3 separate regions of the Gossypium hirsutum genome follow, and regions 2 and 3 are each linked to region 1. Evidence: chromatin contacts called from public Hi-C data. All regions are on one chromosome and are shown on one strand. The core of a region is the stretch at or near the end of the contact, and the rest is flanking DNA. Distances in the headings are between cores, read along the strand shown.

Evidence for each region. Hi-C and Micro-C count contacts between places; a contact is called where the count stands out from the background.
Region 2: a Hi-C map of leaf shows a contact between it and region 1, with 2.0 times the contacts expected there. The contact joins the promoter of LOC107948504 here to the promoter of LOC107948506 in region 1. A contact is called at or near these places in 5 of 34 Hi-C or Micro-C datasets (callus and leaf).
Region 3: a contact with region 1 is called in a Hi-C map of hypocotyl, with 4 times the contacts expected there. The contact joins the promoter of LOC107948505 here to the promoter of LOC107948506 in region 1. A contact is called at or near these places in 9 of 34 Hi-C or Micro-C datasets (hypocotyl, leaf and seedling).

Annotation. Positions count from the first base shown.
Region 1 is chrA05:82,420,777-82,425,691 of Gossypium_hirsutum_v2.1, reverse strand. LOC107948506 (V-type proton ATPase subunit C-like) reads left to right here and starts at 2,593. Exons shown (of 11, transcript NM_001327547.1): 1 at 2,593-2,716; 2 at 2,798-2,866; 3 at 3,091-3,218; 4 at 3,329-3,428; 5 at 3,534-3,601; 6 at 3,682-3,823. The coding sequence starts at 2,603.
Region 2 is chrA05:82,582,026-82,586,940 of Gossypium_hirsutum_v2.1, reverse strand. It overlaps LOC107948504 (zinc finger protein CONSTANS-LIKE 14), which reads right to left and starts at 2,851. Exons shown (of 4, transcript XM_016883077.2): 1 at 1,875-2,851; 2 at 1,116-1,208; 3 at 720-961; 4 at 409-638. The coding sequence starts at 2,696. The coding sequence ends at 530.
Region 3 is chrA05:82,563,879-82,568,793 of Gossypium_hirsutum_v2.1, reverse strand. It overlaps LOC107948505 (translocon-associated protein subunit beta), which reads left to right and starts at 3,037. Exons shown (of 6, transcript XM_016883078.2): 1 at 3,037-3,446; 2 at 4,179-4,277; 3 at 4,360-4,468; 4 at 4,575-4,646; 5 at 4,782-4,787. The coding sequence starts at 3,265. It overlaps LOC107947879, which reads left to right and starts at 2,369. Exons shown (of 1, transcript XM_016882386.1): 1 at 2,369-2,776. The coding sequence starts at 2,369. The coding sequence ends at 2,776.

The DNA of each region.
Region 1 (4,915 bases), core at 1,344-3,843:
GTTTTCAAACCAATCAAGCTTCTGTAATCTATAAAATAAAGGAAAGAAACTACGTAAGCAACGAGTGTTTAGTAAGCCTGTAAAAACCTTAAACATAACTTACCATTTCAATAATACAATACATAGATTAAACATAATTCAACACCAATGTCATAAGCTTAGCAAAGCTTAATCAACATCACCAACTCACAAGTTAGTATGTCTATCCATAACATAAATGAAATCAATCATAAAATATGTAAATTTCCATGTATACAACATCATTTAGTTCATCAATCCTTTCATTAAGTCATAATTCAATCTATTTGCATACTTACCATTTTGTTCCCTTTTCTTGCACATTGAACCATCTAGAATTACATCGGATACACGAGAAAGCTAACACGAAGTGTACCTTTACATATAACCATAACATTTCCTTTACATCAATGCTCACACGATCTGTGAAATGGGCCTACTCACACAAGCTATGGGTCGAAATATAAGCTACACGATGCTGCTCACATGAGCTATGGAGAATCCGTAACAAATGTAGGACCTCAACCATCAGTAGGACATTCAAGACCAGCACTCGAAACATGAAATCTCTAATGACATGTCATTTGTGAAGGCAATGCTTCTGAGGATAGGGGATAACAAATGAATAAGTGTGTGAGCCTTTTAGTTTTTTTTTCTTTTTTCTTTTTGGGGATAACAAATGAGCGTTTTGCTTATTTTTGTTGCACTGCACTGGTTTGTAGTGTGAATATATATAATATATAAAATTTACACCAAATTAAACTCCTGAACTGATAATTTTGATAAGTGAAATCCTTTTGCCAACGTTAACCTTTAGAAATAATAGCAATACTGATATGGTCGTTAAAGGTCGTTGAGTCGGAAAACATATGATAATGTGTCAATTCATGTCAATATTAATTGTTAATGTCGTACTCAAAATAAAAAATTTCAAAATTTTTAAAAAAATATTTTAAAATTCAAATTTAAAATCACCTTAAAAAATGAATTTCCTAAAATTATTAATTTTTGTTTAAAAAGAAAAACACACGGGCTTTTGTTTTTGTCTCAACCAGTCCTGGATTTTGATTTGTCTGAAAGGATTCTGGTAGTTTGGTGTGAAAATTGTTGAAGGCATTGATGCTTTAATCTATCATTTCATTAATTAATATTGCTGCCTTATATTTGGTGTTTTCCTCCACCAGCATTTCTCAATAATGATATTTTTATATTTTGAGTAATCTACAAAAGTAGTCATTCAACTATGCCCTTAGTTCTATTTTGATCACTCAACTATTAATTTTTTCAATTTAGTCACTCAACTCTTTGAAATTAAATATTTTAGTTGCCTTTTTTATTGGCCAAATAATAAATTTAGCCCTTCAATATTTACAAATTCTATCAATTAGATCCTAAATTTACAAAATTCAACAAATTTAATCTTTTAACATCTATAAAATTTACTGATTTAATTCTAATTCTAAAAGTTAAAAAAATATTTTAAAAACAATCAATAAAGTTGTTTATAGTTTACAGAATGAATTTTGAAAAAAGTGTAAACAATGGTGGTGGATCAAGACCTTGAAGGTAAGAAGGCAAAAACTCATGATTATGAAGGAAAGCAACAAAATATAGTTCATAAAGTTAAATAGAGTTTTATGGTTTTAGTTTTCTTCTAACCTTCCTTTTTGGAGATGAGATTTGGGTTTTCTAGTTTGATTATCATAATGTTTTTTTATTAATGGTAGTCAACATTTTTGTCGGAATCTTCCTTTTGGTGATATAGAAGTTTTTTTTTTTTTTAAAAATATTTTCCTCTTCAATTAGAGTTATATTGAATTTTAAAATTTGAATTAAAATGATAATCTTTTTTAACTGATGGGTGAGTTGATTGAATTTTTTAAATTTAAGATTAAATTATTAGAACGTGTAAATATTAAAGAATAAATTATTATTAAACTAATAAAAAGAAGGCGTCATCACTCATATCATGAAGAGTGACTAAAATATTTAATTTCAAAAAGTTAAATGACTATATCAAAAAATAATAATAGTTGGGTGACCAAAATAGAACTAAAGGCATAGCGGGGTGACTATTTTTGTAGTTTACCCTTATTTTTTTCTATAATTTTTACTAAATTTAATATTTTCTTTTCTTTTTATAATTTTAAAATTATTTTAGACAAATAGATGAATGAACATGACAATCATAACTTGAATTCTCTTTTAAAAATATTATTTTGATTTTTTATTTTCTTCTAAATTTTGAATCGGTGTGGATGTGAATTAAGTGAGTTTTAATGGCCATGTCAACAGTTAATATTTTAATTAATATATTTGTTTCGTAAAAAGATGAGAGGGACTTAAATTGAATTTTGAAAAGTATTTTGAATAATAGAAATAGGTTTTTTATCGTAATAAAATAAGAGGAAAGAAAAAAGAAAAAAAGAGAGATAAAGTGGAAGTGGAAGTGGAAATAATAGTGGATTTTATGATACTTCCTTACGTTGGCCTATTATTGCCGTAGCCACGAGAAGCAACCTTTGGACCTCAATCTCTGTCTTTGTGTTTCTCTGTTTTGTATTATTTTACCTTTGTGTCATCAATGGCGAGCAGATACTGGGTGGTGTCTCTTCCGGTTCAGAGCTCAGCCTCCACTCTTTGGAATAACTTACAGGATCAAATCTCCAAGCATTCCTTCGACACTCCTCTCTACCGAGTATCTATCTATCTTGTTTCTTTTCTGTTCCTCTCTCCCCCAATTAGATCTGATTTCCTAATCCTTCTCTTTTGATTGCAGTTCAATATACCCAATCTCCGTGTTGGAACTCTTGATTCCCTACTCGCTCTCAGTGATGATCTCTTGAAAGTAATTTCCCTCTTTTTACTCATTCAATTCTTCCTCAATTTATTTTCTTTCTGCTTTTTCTTCACCGAATTCTTGTCTACCTTAGATCTGTTCTTTTTCTAATGATTACACCGAAGCCCTCAGATTAATTTTTATCAACTTCTGATTTAGACACTCTTGATTTGGTTTTGAGTTTTAATCTTTTATTTCCTCCTTTTCTTTTGGTGATTTCGATGTATGTGCAGTCAAATACCTTTATCGAAGGAGTTTCCCACAAGATCAGGAGGCAGATCGAGGAACTGGAGAGGGTATCTGGCTTGGAAACCAATGCTCTCACTGTTGATGGAGTGCCCGTTGATTCTTATCTAACCAGGTAAAAATTTTCCTAACTTCAATAAATGGATGTGGCATTCGTTAAAAATCTGATAGGGTATTATGGATGATGGGTTTCAATTCAACTTGGTTTTGGTGATTTGATGGCAGGTTTGTTTGGGATGAAGCAAAGTACCCAATTATGTCCCCTTTGAGGGAAATTGTTGATGGTATTCACACTCAAGTGGCAAAGATTGAGGATGATCTCAAGGTAGTGATTCCTTTTCTGGATTTTCTTATTTATAATGCATGTTGGTTTTTTACTCGAATAGGTTGAATGGGAATTTGGGCTTTAAAGTGTTGTTTATTATGTTAGGTTCGTGTTGCTGAGTATAACAATGTGCGCGGGCAGCTTAATGCCATCAACCGAAAGCAAAGTGGAAGGTGTGACTACTGCTTCACTTGATTGTTGCATATGCCAGAATGTTTTAGTTTAATAGCTGATTTATTTCTGCCTATTTTAGCTTGGCTGTTCGTGATCTATCTAATCTAGTGAAGCCAGAGGATATCATTACTTCGGAACACCTGGTGACTCTCCTTGCAGTTGTTCCTAAGTATTCTCAGAAGGATTGGCTATCAAGTTACGAAACATTGACTACCTATGTGGTAAAGCAATATCATTCTTGGCTCAAAGTGCTAACTCTAGCCGTCAATTCATAGCCACTTGCTATATAAAATGCTACCTGCCAGAGCAGTTATTCTTGTGATATTTTTGAAACATCTGTGGTGCCGGAGCTTTTTATTTATTTATTACTATATTATATATTTATTTATTTTTCATTAACATATGACAGACGGCTAGGATTGTTAGTTTTTTTTAGAATTTAAATCTAGGGCTACGAATAAAGTTTTATTTACAAGAAAGCTTAGTAACTTTACATGCAAGAAACCTAGTATATATAAGCAGTAAGCTTTACAGCCAATAACTTTATTATTTTTGTGCTTATTATTTTCTTTAAATTAAAAGTGAGAAACTCCCTATCTTTTCTAGAGTTCCAACTTTCTAGCTCATTTTCCAGCCTTATTTCTTTTGACTACTGTTGTTTTCTCCCTAAACGACATCAATTTTGGTATGAGAACCTAACTAGATTCTAGTGTTTACAGTTGGGTTTGCCTTTTAAGCCATGGTTAGACACATTAGAGGTCAAGGAACAGGAAATCAGGGTCAAGAAACAATATTGGCTGCAATAAGACATGCCTTGAAGAATTGTCATGTGCAATTTATGCTAGGTTGCCACAAGATCTGCCTAGCTAGATTGCATGTGACAATTCTTCAATCGCACGTCGTATCGCAGCCAATTCTGTTTTTTGGCCCTGATTTTCTTTTCACAATGCCAATCTGGAAGAGTTGAACATTGTGAAGCGGACCAGTTATTCCTGTTTATTGCTAGTGATGCAAGAAATAGAGTTTTTATTTTGGGGATTAAATTTGTAGCTTTATTGATGATAAGGGTTGTTTTAGCCTATGCTTGGACTCTTCATTCTTCTTGAAGCACCTGTGTTCGATACTCATGTCCGACACATGAACACAAGGATATGATCTTCGAGGATTCTCCAAATACAAATCTAATTACACCCATGTCCTATACATACTTGTGACCGACACACACTCAAGTCCGAGTAGCATAGGTTTTAGCTTCTTATCTAGAACTATTTCTCATATTGATTGTAGTATTCACTCATTGTATCGGCAAACTC
Region 2 (4,915 bases), core at 1,602-4,101, 160 kb before region 1:
TATAACAACATTAATGAAAGTTGCACCCACTTGAAGTACTTTAGCAAGAAAGGCCTTTTAAGTGTCAGTGCAACGGTTGTTCATTAAAGAAATAAGGAGAAAACATATTAACGTATGTTCATTAATAGTTTCTATATTTGAGCTTCCAAGTTATGCTCTCCACGACATCCCAAAACTGAAATAATTTAGGAATCCTGCTAATCTTCCAAGGTTATTCCAAGAAAGTAAAGTCGGTTCCTAACATGGAGTTGTTCCCAACTAGGTCGCTCCCAAAGATACTCATGCAAGGAATAATATTTTGCGGAACTACTATTGATTAGACCGTTAATAACAAAAAAAAACAAGTATCTACATTTTTTAAGCTTTTTGATAACTAATTACTACCCTGTTAATATATAGGACCATGCAAGCCAGAAAAAGCTCTGCGATTCCATACAAATTTTAACTTACAGCAATAGAAATTCCATAAATTATGAAAGCTGATGTTTTACGAGGGGAATACATATATACAGACAGAAAAAAGGAGGCGTTACACTCTAACATCTGGTGCTTCACTTGCCTTCACAAACCGACCTTTGAATCTCTTTCTGGTATCAGCCCTGGTCTTCCTCGACTCATAGCGTATTTGCTTATCATATCTGTCCATGTTATGTTTTACCACATCAATTGAAATATAAAAGAAAATAATACCAAAGTAAAAAGACCTGGTCCTACTCTACCTTCTATGTTTCTTCTTCTCCTTGTAGCGTAACATGGCATTGTCTCTATTTTGTGCCAAAGGTTCTATGTCAACGTTTGGTTTTGCCTCATAATTCATTACCTCACTACCGCCTACAATAGGATGCTCCATCACTTGGACATATCTGGTGCTATCACATATTGGGGTCTCAAGACTCTCAACCACATTGTTGCTCTCTTCGGTTGTCGGTTTGTAGCTCGAGAATGCTTCATTGCAGGTATTCTGCAGTGTTCATAATCAGCCATTAGATCTATACAACAGTTTCCAAAGTTGAAGCAATACAAAACACAGAGGCAAGTAATATAACATATCATATGGTTCAGATGACAATTATGAACCTTATCAACAAAGTTAAACATTACTAAGAACAACTTACATTTCTAAAAAAGGACCATCCCTTAACAAAACCTGCATCTTCTGCACCAGATTCTTCACAATCTTTTGACCTTTCTGATTGAAAATCCCATATCTGAAAAGACACGTGTCACTTGAGTTTGTGACAAAGAATGATTTTGATGATTACCACGCACGTTAAACATGCTTGAACATAAAGGTTTTGTCTTTTTTTTTTTTACTGTGAATCTGCAAATTATTAAGGTTCATAAGTTTCATTATGCATGAAGATGCTACTGCCTATGAAAGTAATATTAGGGTAAAAGTTTAATATCGACCATTGAAAGTGGCCAGGTCAAATCAGCATTTATTAATTCATAATGTGGAACCCCTTTAGCTGCTGAGCTGACTGAGCAATGCAATTCAACTTTAGCGGCACAGCATGATCACAAAGAGCCAATCAAATCAAGGCCAGGATCCTTGGTATTAATAAGATTGGTTAGCCTATAAGATCAAGTATGACCTCAAAATACTGTGATATACATACAAAAAATCACTTAAAAATAGCACAGATTGAAAAAAAAAACAGCTGAGAAAGACTATAAAACTACACAAACAACAGTAATTAGTAAATGACAGAGACAATCTTGATAAATTGGCATTATTGGTGGTTTAATGTGAGATTTATTCCTTTTAGCAACTTGCATAAAAATATCATGTACAACACAAAAATCAACTTTACTTAAAAAAGGAAGTAGGTAATTTGATTAAATTAGTGAAATAATGTATATTTGATACATACCTGGGAAGGTAAATAAGAAGACTTACAGTCCCACACAAGCTCTCCTTCAGCAACATAATCATTTTGTCTCAAGACATCATCGCTTTGAAACGTTAGCAAAGAGGTGAATGGGGTTTGCTGCTGCAGTTGTTCTTCATCATACCCATTTTCCACTTCAAAACTGGCAAAATTCTCTTGCTCAGCACTTGTAATAGGCGGTGTCCCTGGTCCCAATTCAGCCCCATCACCACTTCCTCTCACCAAACCCCTCTTCCCCATATCAACCAGTTGCCTATACACCTCATGGTCCAGCTTAACAGAGCTAATCAAAGCAGAGGAAACACAAGAATTCTCTTCGTCAGGGACCATAAAATCTTCCAGATTCATTAGTTCTCGCTCGTATAAAGAAAACCCAGGGATCAAGTTCATCAAATCTTTTGGCTTTAAGTCAAAACCAAAAAGAGAAGCAAGTTCAACCACCGAAGGACGACCTGAAAAACCTTCAACAGGAGCACGCTCGTGCATGGCCGAAACACAGGAGCTGCTGCTGCTGCTGCTGCTGTTGTTGTTGCTATGTGAGCTCCAATCACAGTCATGGCAGAGCATAAGGTTATCGATGGAGCAAAGAAAAGAAGCTGGTTTGGCTTTGCAGCCGTCACAGATCTGTGAACGAACATGCTTAAGAGAGAGGGCATTGGCGGAGTGGACCTGTTGGTCACAGAACAAACAGAGCCTTGCAGAGTCAGCGCTGCAATACAGAACAGCCGGCTTTGATTTGCAGAAGTGACATAAGGACATGGTAGATCTTCTTGGCTTTGGTTTCGGAACCCTACTCATCATCATTAGTTAATACAAAATGCAGCTTTTGAAGGAAAAGTTGAGATCTTGGAATTTTGAAGAAACAAGGAAAACGTGAGGAGTAGATAATAAAAGTGAAAAGTGTGAGAAGTAGAGCTAAGGGCACAGAGTATCCTTTAGTGTACGGATAAAGATTCTTTAAAGTAAAATGGTATTTATATAAATAGCAATAACATGATAAGCATGGGAGGAGGGAAGGATAGGGTGACAAGTGGGGGTCCACTTTCGATAAATATCATCACTTTTTCTGCTTAGCTGGCCTGAAAGTGTCCCTCCCCATGTTTGATGCCAAATTGGCTTTCGGATGAGATCAAAACCTCTTTCTTGGGCCATCAGTGTAGGTTCAACACTTGTCGTATGATTAAAATTTAGACACATAAAATTAATTTAATTCAATCGGTAAATTAATTAATTTAATACTGTTGAAGATTAATTAATAGTTATTTGGAAGTTCGATATTGATTAGTTCAGTTTGAAATTGAGTAATTAATCGAACTTAATAATTAATAATATAAATTATATATAATTTTTATTTAGTTAATTTGTATAATTCGGTCAAATGAATAATATTAATTTATTTTTTATATATTTTATACTTGTTTTACCCAAAAATAAAATAAAAATATATAAATTTCGGTTCGGTAAATTTTTTTAAAAAAATTTTGGTTTGATTAACAGGTAAATAATTAAAAATTCAATTAATTCGGTTAATACTAGTTTAATTTGGTTAATTGAACGGTTAACTATTTGGACACCTTTATGTATGACGCTCATGAAAGTAAAGTCAGTCAGTTGAACGAGATAATGTTCTAAAATTTGACAATAATAAAATTAGAAAATGTTTTATTAAAAATGATTAAATTAAATTATTAATTTTCAAAAAATTAAAATTAAAATATTTTTTATTTAATCAAAAGTTAAAATCAATCTTTTAGTTTTGAAAAAAAAAATAATTTAGCTATTTAGTCAAGGGGGTCAAAGGCATTGTTTGCCCCCCATTGGCTATGCACTTAGTATTGATACAAGGAAGTGGCATGGAGAAAATTGTGATGGTGATAAGAGACAATTCAACTTGTTGGGTGCAGACCTAAAGAATTTATGAGGTGAGAGTTAGAGGCTTTGGGGAGCATATGGAGAAGACGATTGAGAGTAGATGAACCTGTCTTTCTTAAGGTGAAAGAGGGCTTATCTAGAGTGGAACACGTGATCCCTTCGAATATCATTGTTAGGTGAGAATATGACACCGTACAAGTTATAGATATGTAGGTAGTTGTTTTGTCGGAGTGACTTGCGTATTTTCCTTATTTTGAAGAAATGGTGGCTCTAACAAAGGTAAATTGGCGGAGCTAGTGCCATGGTACGGTGGCAGAAGTAGTCAGGTGAAGCCAGTGCCATGGCAAAGCTCCTATGTGTAACTCATTATTTTACAATTCTCAAGTATCTGCAAATGTCAAATAGTGTGGACAGATAGCCTCAACAGAGAAAAGATGCTTAAAGAAGAAAGTAATAAATACTAGATTCGAAAGAAGATGATGGATGCATGCACGAAGGAAGTGAATAATTAGAAGGGAGAAAAAGAGCCTTTGCCTAGTGTCAATTGCATTGATTGTGTTTTTTCTGGATTGAGGCATCTGGAATTGGAGGTGTGTGTTTTGTCAATAGAATCATGTGCCCTGATATGGAGGATGCCTTTGGGTTTTCTATCACCATCCCTTAAATGGCTTGACCAATGTTCCTTCACTAGATTTTATGCTTTCTTCTTTTTCAGCCAAGTCATTATCATCAAGCATTACTTGTTATAACTTAATTTTATTAATTTTAATTTTTATATTTTTTAAAATTTAAAATTTTAGTTCTATCCCAAACAATAACAGTTAAATCGAATTGGTTAATTTCAATTACTAATTTTGCACGGTGTATAGTTGTAGATTTAGTCTATATTCTCTAACTGATTTATTCTAAATCCCTATACTTTTCGAATTTTAAAATTCCATTCTTGACACAAATGATAATTGTTAATCCATTAATTGAATTTTTAATAAATAAAACGTGAAAGTAACAAGTTGACTTGACATTACACATATGCTAATGTGTTTACCGCCTCAAATTTTGAAAGTAGTAAAAGTTAACTTAATGAATTTAACAATTATTGTTGGATGAGTACTAGAGTTTTTAAATTTAAAAAATATAGAGGCTAAAAATTA
Region 3 (4,915 bases), core at 1,788-4,287, 140 kb before region 1:
TTTTTATATACAGTGGACCCATACTTGATTGGGAGCTTTCCTGTCAAGGGGTGTTTTTCGAATCTAGAATCTCATATCATTAGTGAACTATCTTCCAAGGTCAATATGGAGGAGATTTGACGTTCTATTTTTAGTATGGCTTAACTCAAAGAGTTGAGTGTGGATGGTTTTCATGCCAAAATTTACCAAGAAAATTGGGATATTGTAGGAAGAATTGTTTTTTAAATAGTTCAACATGTTTTTTTTGGGTAGAGCTTTGGATCCAAAACTTAATAAAACTCTCTTGGTCCTTATTCCTAAAAACATTGGTGAAAAGTTAATTAGTTAATATAGGCTTATTAGCTTATGTACGATTTTGTATAAAATTATTACAAAGACAATCGTTATTCGTCTTCAACAAGCTATGCAGGTGTTGGTAAAACAGAATCAATCAAGTTTCATTTTGTTGCGAAACATTACCATTTCCCAGGAAGCGGCTCACACCATAAAGAATACTAAGGGAAAAAAGGGTTGAATGGCAATCAAGGTAGATCTTGAGAAGGCTTATGATAGGGTGCGATGGGAGTTTTTAAATGACACTCTGTTGGTGATGCTAGGCTTCCAAAATTGTTTGTTATAATGATCATGTAGTGTGCTTCTTCATTGGCAATGTAATTGCTTTGGAATGGATCCCTTTCAAAGAGTTTCAAGCCAACTAGAGTGGTGTGACAGGGAGATCCGCTCTTTCCATAGCTTTTTGTACTTGGCATGGAACGATTGGGTCACTTGATTGAATTAGCTATTGAAGAAGGAAGATAGGAACTGTTAATGCTATCATGTAGAGAACTAGGTGTGTCCATCTATTTTATGCTGATGATCTAATGCTTTTTTGCAGAGCCAATGAAATGGAGCGGATTGTCTAAAGCATGTTCGAGATTAATTCTATTTTTCCCTGGCGACAAAGTTAATAGACAAAAGACTCAATTATTTTTCTCTTACAATGTGTCTGAGGAAGTAGTAACAGTTATATGTGGAAAGCTAGGTTTCTCTAGAGTTAATGACTTGGGGAAATATCTTGGTATGCCATTTTTTCACAACAAAGTGGGGACTATTACTTTTCAATTTATTTTGAATAAAATTTAGAATCGGCTAAATAGGTGGGATGTTATTAAGTTGTCACTTTTTGGCCGTCTCACATTGGTAAAGTTAGTGTTACTTATGATTCATAATTATTTTATGGCTACGACGCAAATTCTAATCATGATCTACAATGAAGTTGAAAAGCTAACTTGCGGGAAAGATTGTTGTATGATGATGCTGAATGGAGGCTTAGGGATTCAAAAGTTGCAAGACCAAAACAATCTCTTTCTTTTGAAGTTGTGGTTTAATTTGGTCACTAACACGGAGGAGTTGTGGGTTCATGTTCTACGTAATAAATACAATGTTCATGGAATCATCTCGAAGGGTATATGTTGAAGCAACTGTTCATTCATATGGCCATCAATTACGAGTGTTTGGAATGAGGTTAAACAGGGCGTCATTTGGACTATCCATGATAGTAGCTTGGTAAATTTTTGGAATGATACTTGGTTAAGGGATTCGGGGCCGTTAAAGCTACAGTATATTGGTAATGAACCCCTGGATGAAACTCTTTGCGTGTGTGACCTAGTGACATTAGAAGGAGAATAGAATACAGAATGGTTATCTACGATGCTACCAAGAGATATTATTGTCCGAATATGTCCTTGCAACACAATTTTGAAGGAGTTGGGTTCTAATTAAATCTCTTGGCAGTGGATTTCGTCAAGGAAGTTCTCCTTTGCAAAAACATATAAGTATCTTTTTAGGACTAATGGACCAAGGAGTTTGGGTATGATAGATTAATTTAGAGAGCTGTGGCGCCTCAAAATGTGTGATTTTTTCTATGGCTGTTTATTCGAAATAGACTTTTAACTAACGAGGAACGTATAAGGAGAGGTATGACATTGACTCCCTTTTGCAAACAATATGGTTGGTCTGTGGAAACGACAATTCATGTGGTGAGGGACTACGATTTTATTCAGTCTATTTGGAAAACAATGGTTCCTAGGAAAAATTGGAAATTTTTCTTTAGTTTAACACTTAAGAGATGGATTCACTGGAATATCACGAATAAAGAGGAATTAAAATTCATAGAGGCGAATGGTCAACATTTTTTGCAATAGTCTCTTAGTTCTTTTGGAAAAACCATAATGACTTTATCTTCAACAATGCTAGCGAGAGTAATTAGAATTTAATAGCTTCGGCTATGACATGGGCAAGATCGTTCGGAAACAATGGCAATATGGAGCAAATGTTATGCAAGTAAAGGAAAAAAAATAGTTGGCAAAGGCCTAAGCTGGGATAGGTCATGATTAATATTGATGGCTTGATGTTGACAAGCAAACCAAGGGTGGCAATAGGAGCAGCATTCAGAGGACCAAGCGGAGGGTGGTTGGTGGGTTTTGAACTAGTAACAGGTGTGGCTGATAGCTTAAAAATCGAAACTCAAGATATCCTAAAAGGCTTGAAGCTAACATGGATGAGGGGTTTCAAGCAGGTTGAGGTGGAAAGTGACAATACCCTATTTATTGATATTATTATAAATGGCTTTGTAGCAAACAATAATACAATGGAAGTCTGGCTGGTTCATGAGTGGTGTAATAGAGAATGGCAAGTTAAGCTTCAGCATGTCTTAAAGGAAAGTAACAAGGTTGTTGATTGCTTAGCAAAGGCGGTAGGAGGTGGAATGAATCGATTGGTTGTACTTGTTCTTTAATAATATTTTATTAATAACATTTTTTATTTAATGCATTAAGTAAATGATGAATTAATATGTAAATTAAAATAGTTTTAAAACTATAAATAATAATTACAATAAAGTGCTAAAATTTTATATTTGTGAATATAAATATTATTTAATCTTTATTAATACCTTATGTAATTTATTATCTATATTTTAGATTTTATTGTAAAAAAAAAAGTGAATGTTAATATTTAAATCCTACTTATAACAGTATATCATGTAAAATAAAATATAATGTAAATGAAATAAAATAAATAAAACAGTACTGAAAAGATCAACTCAATATCATGAAACGGGAAACGACGTCGTGACGTACGCCAGAGGAACCAGATTTGTTGTCCCTGGTAAGCTCGATATCAATATCATGAACCCTACTCATTGTTTGTTTATTCAACGCTTCAGCACCATTTCAAATTCTAATTAAAAGACCAGGAGAAAGAAAAATCAGCTACGCCACACTTATGGCAAGGCTTATCAGAAATTCGCTGATGAAGGCATTGATTCTTATTTTCTTTGCATCAGTAGCCACCGCCACAGGCGATGCCCCATTCATCGTCGCTCACAAGAAGGCATCGTTGACCAGACTCAAATCAGGTTCAGAACGCGTTTCTGTCTCCATCGACATCTACAATCAAGGCTTCTCGTGCGTTTCTCTTTCCTTTTTCTTTCCCTTTACTTCAATCCAGATTTAGCTATGATTTTTCCTTCGAGATGAAATTTCTAAATTTTGAATCCATCCTCAATTTTGAGTTGAATTCGAGCTGTTTTTTTATTTTTATTTTATTTAGCTTTCGATTTCCTTTTTAAGCTTTGCGTGATAAGTAGCTGATTTGAATATGAGAGTGATCACATTTTCTTTTGAGGTGATTCAAGAGAAAATATGTGGATTTGAAGCGAATTTCATTTTTTTTCTTCAGTTATTTGGATCTGAGAGAAATGGAATGAAATTGTAAATCCGATCCTTTTAATAGGAATTTCATTCCTTTTTAACCTTGCGATTAGAGAATATACATATGCACGCTTTTTTCTTTTTTTTCTTTTGCTTATAACTTTCTCTGCTCTAAGGTTTTGCATATTTCATGGTTTTTCAATTATTCTTCTTCTTATTATTCATGCAAAGCCTGATCTAACCTCTTTGATCATCAATTCTAATTGGAGATTGGTTTTTCTATACGATCCAATATAATGCTTGAATAATATTGCTGAAATTTTTGGAAACTTCTACAGTGGTAGTATGAAGCCTTGTATATTTCTTCCTCTTTTGATGTTTTTTCGAATTCACAAGTGAATTTTTCTAGATTTGTCTTGCACTTCTGTGTTTTCGGGATATTATCTTACTTGAGGAATAATCTTTCTGGGGAAAAAAATGATTCAGGACAGCATATGATGTGAGTCTCCTCGATGATAGCTGGCCTCAAGATATGTTTGATATTGTCAGTGGCAACACTTCACGGTCATGGGAAAGACTTGATGCGTGAGTTTTGCTTTTGTTTAATTCTATTAATATGTTATTCCTAGATTGGATTAATAAAAATGCAGAACTTTGCTATCTGCAGTGGTGGTCTTCTATCTCATTCATTTGAACTAGAGGCCAAAAAGCAAGGAATGTTCTATGGTGCCCCGGCAGTAATTACTTTCCGCATTCCCACAAAGGCTGCTTTGCAGGTTTGAGATCAAAACTGAGTGTATTTTCCTTAAATTTTAAGGGGAAAGAAAAGAAAATGTGGAGAAAGGAAAAGCTTTGATGCTCTAATTTGTTGTGTCTTTTTAGGAGGCATATTCAACTCCAATCTTGCCGTTAGATGTTCTTGCAGAAAGACCTCCTGAGAAGAAGTTTGACTGGGTAAGTTTTGCGTGGAATAACAGTAATCAATGTATTATAGCTATTCAATATCTTTTTTCCTTTTCTAAATGTTACTAATGCTTTTCTGTTTTTGTTTTTGGTGGGATGTGCTTTGGTGGTGACTGAATATTGAAGGCTAAGGTATAAATGATTCTTGTTTATCTTTTTCGAAGCGATCATGCTTCTAAAATTTGGATGGATAAGAACTGAGATGCATGCAGGGATAAGCATATTTGATTCAGGAAAAGATAATATGCATCCATTTTTTG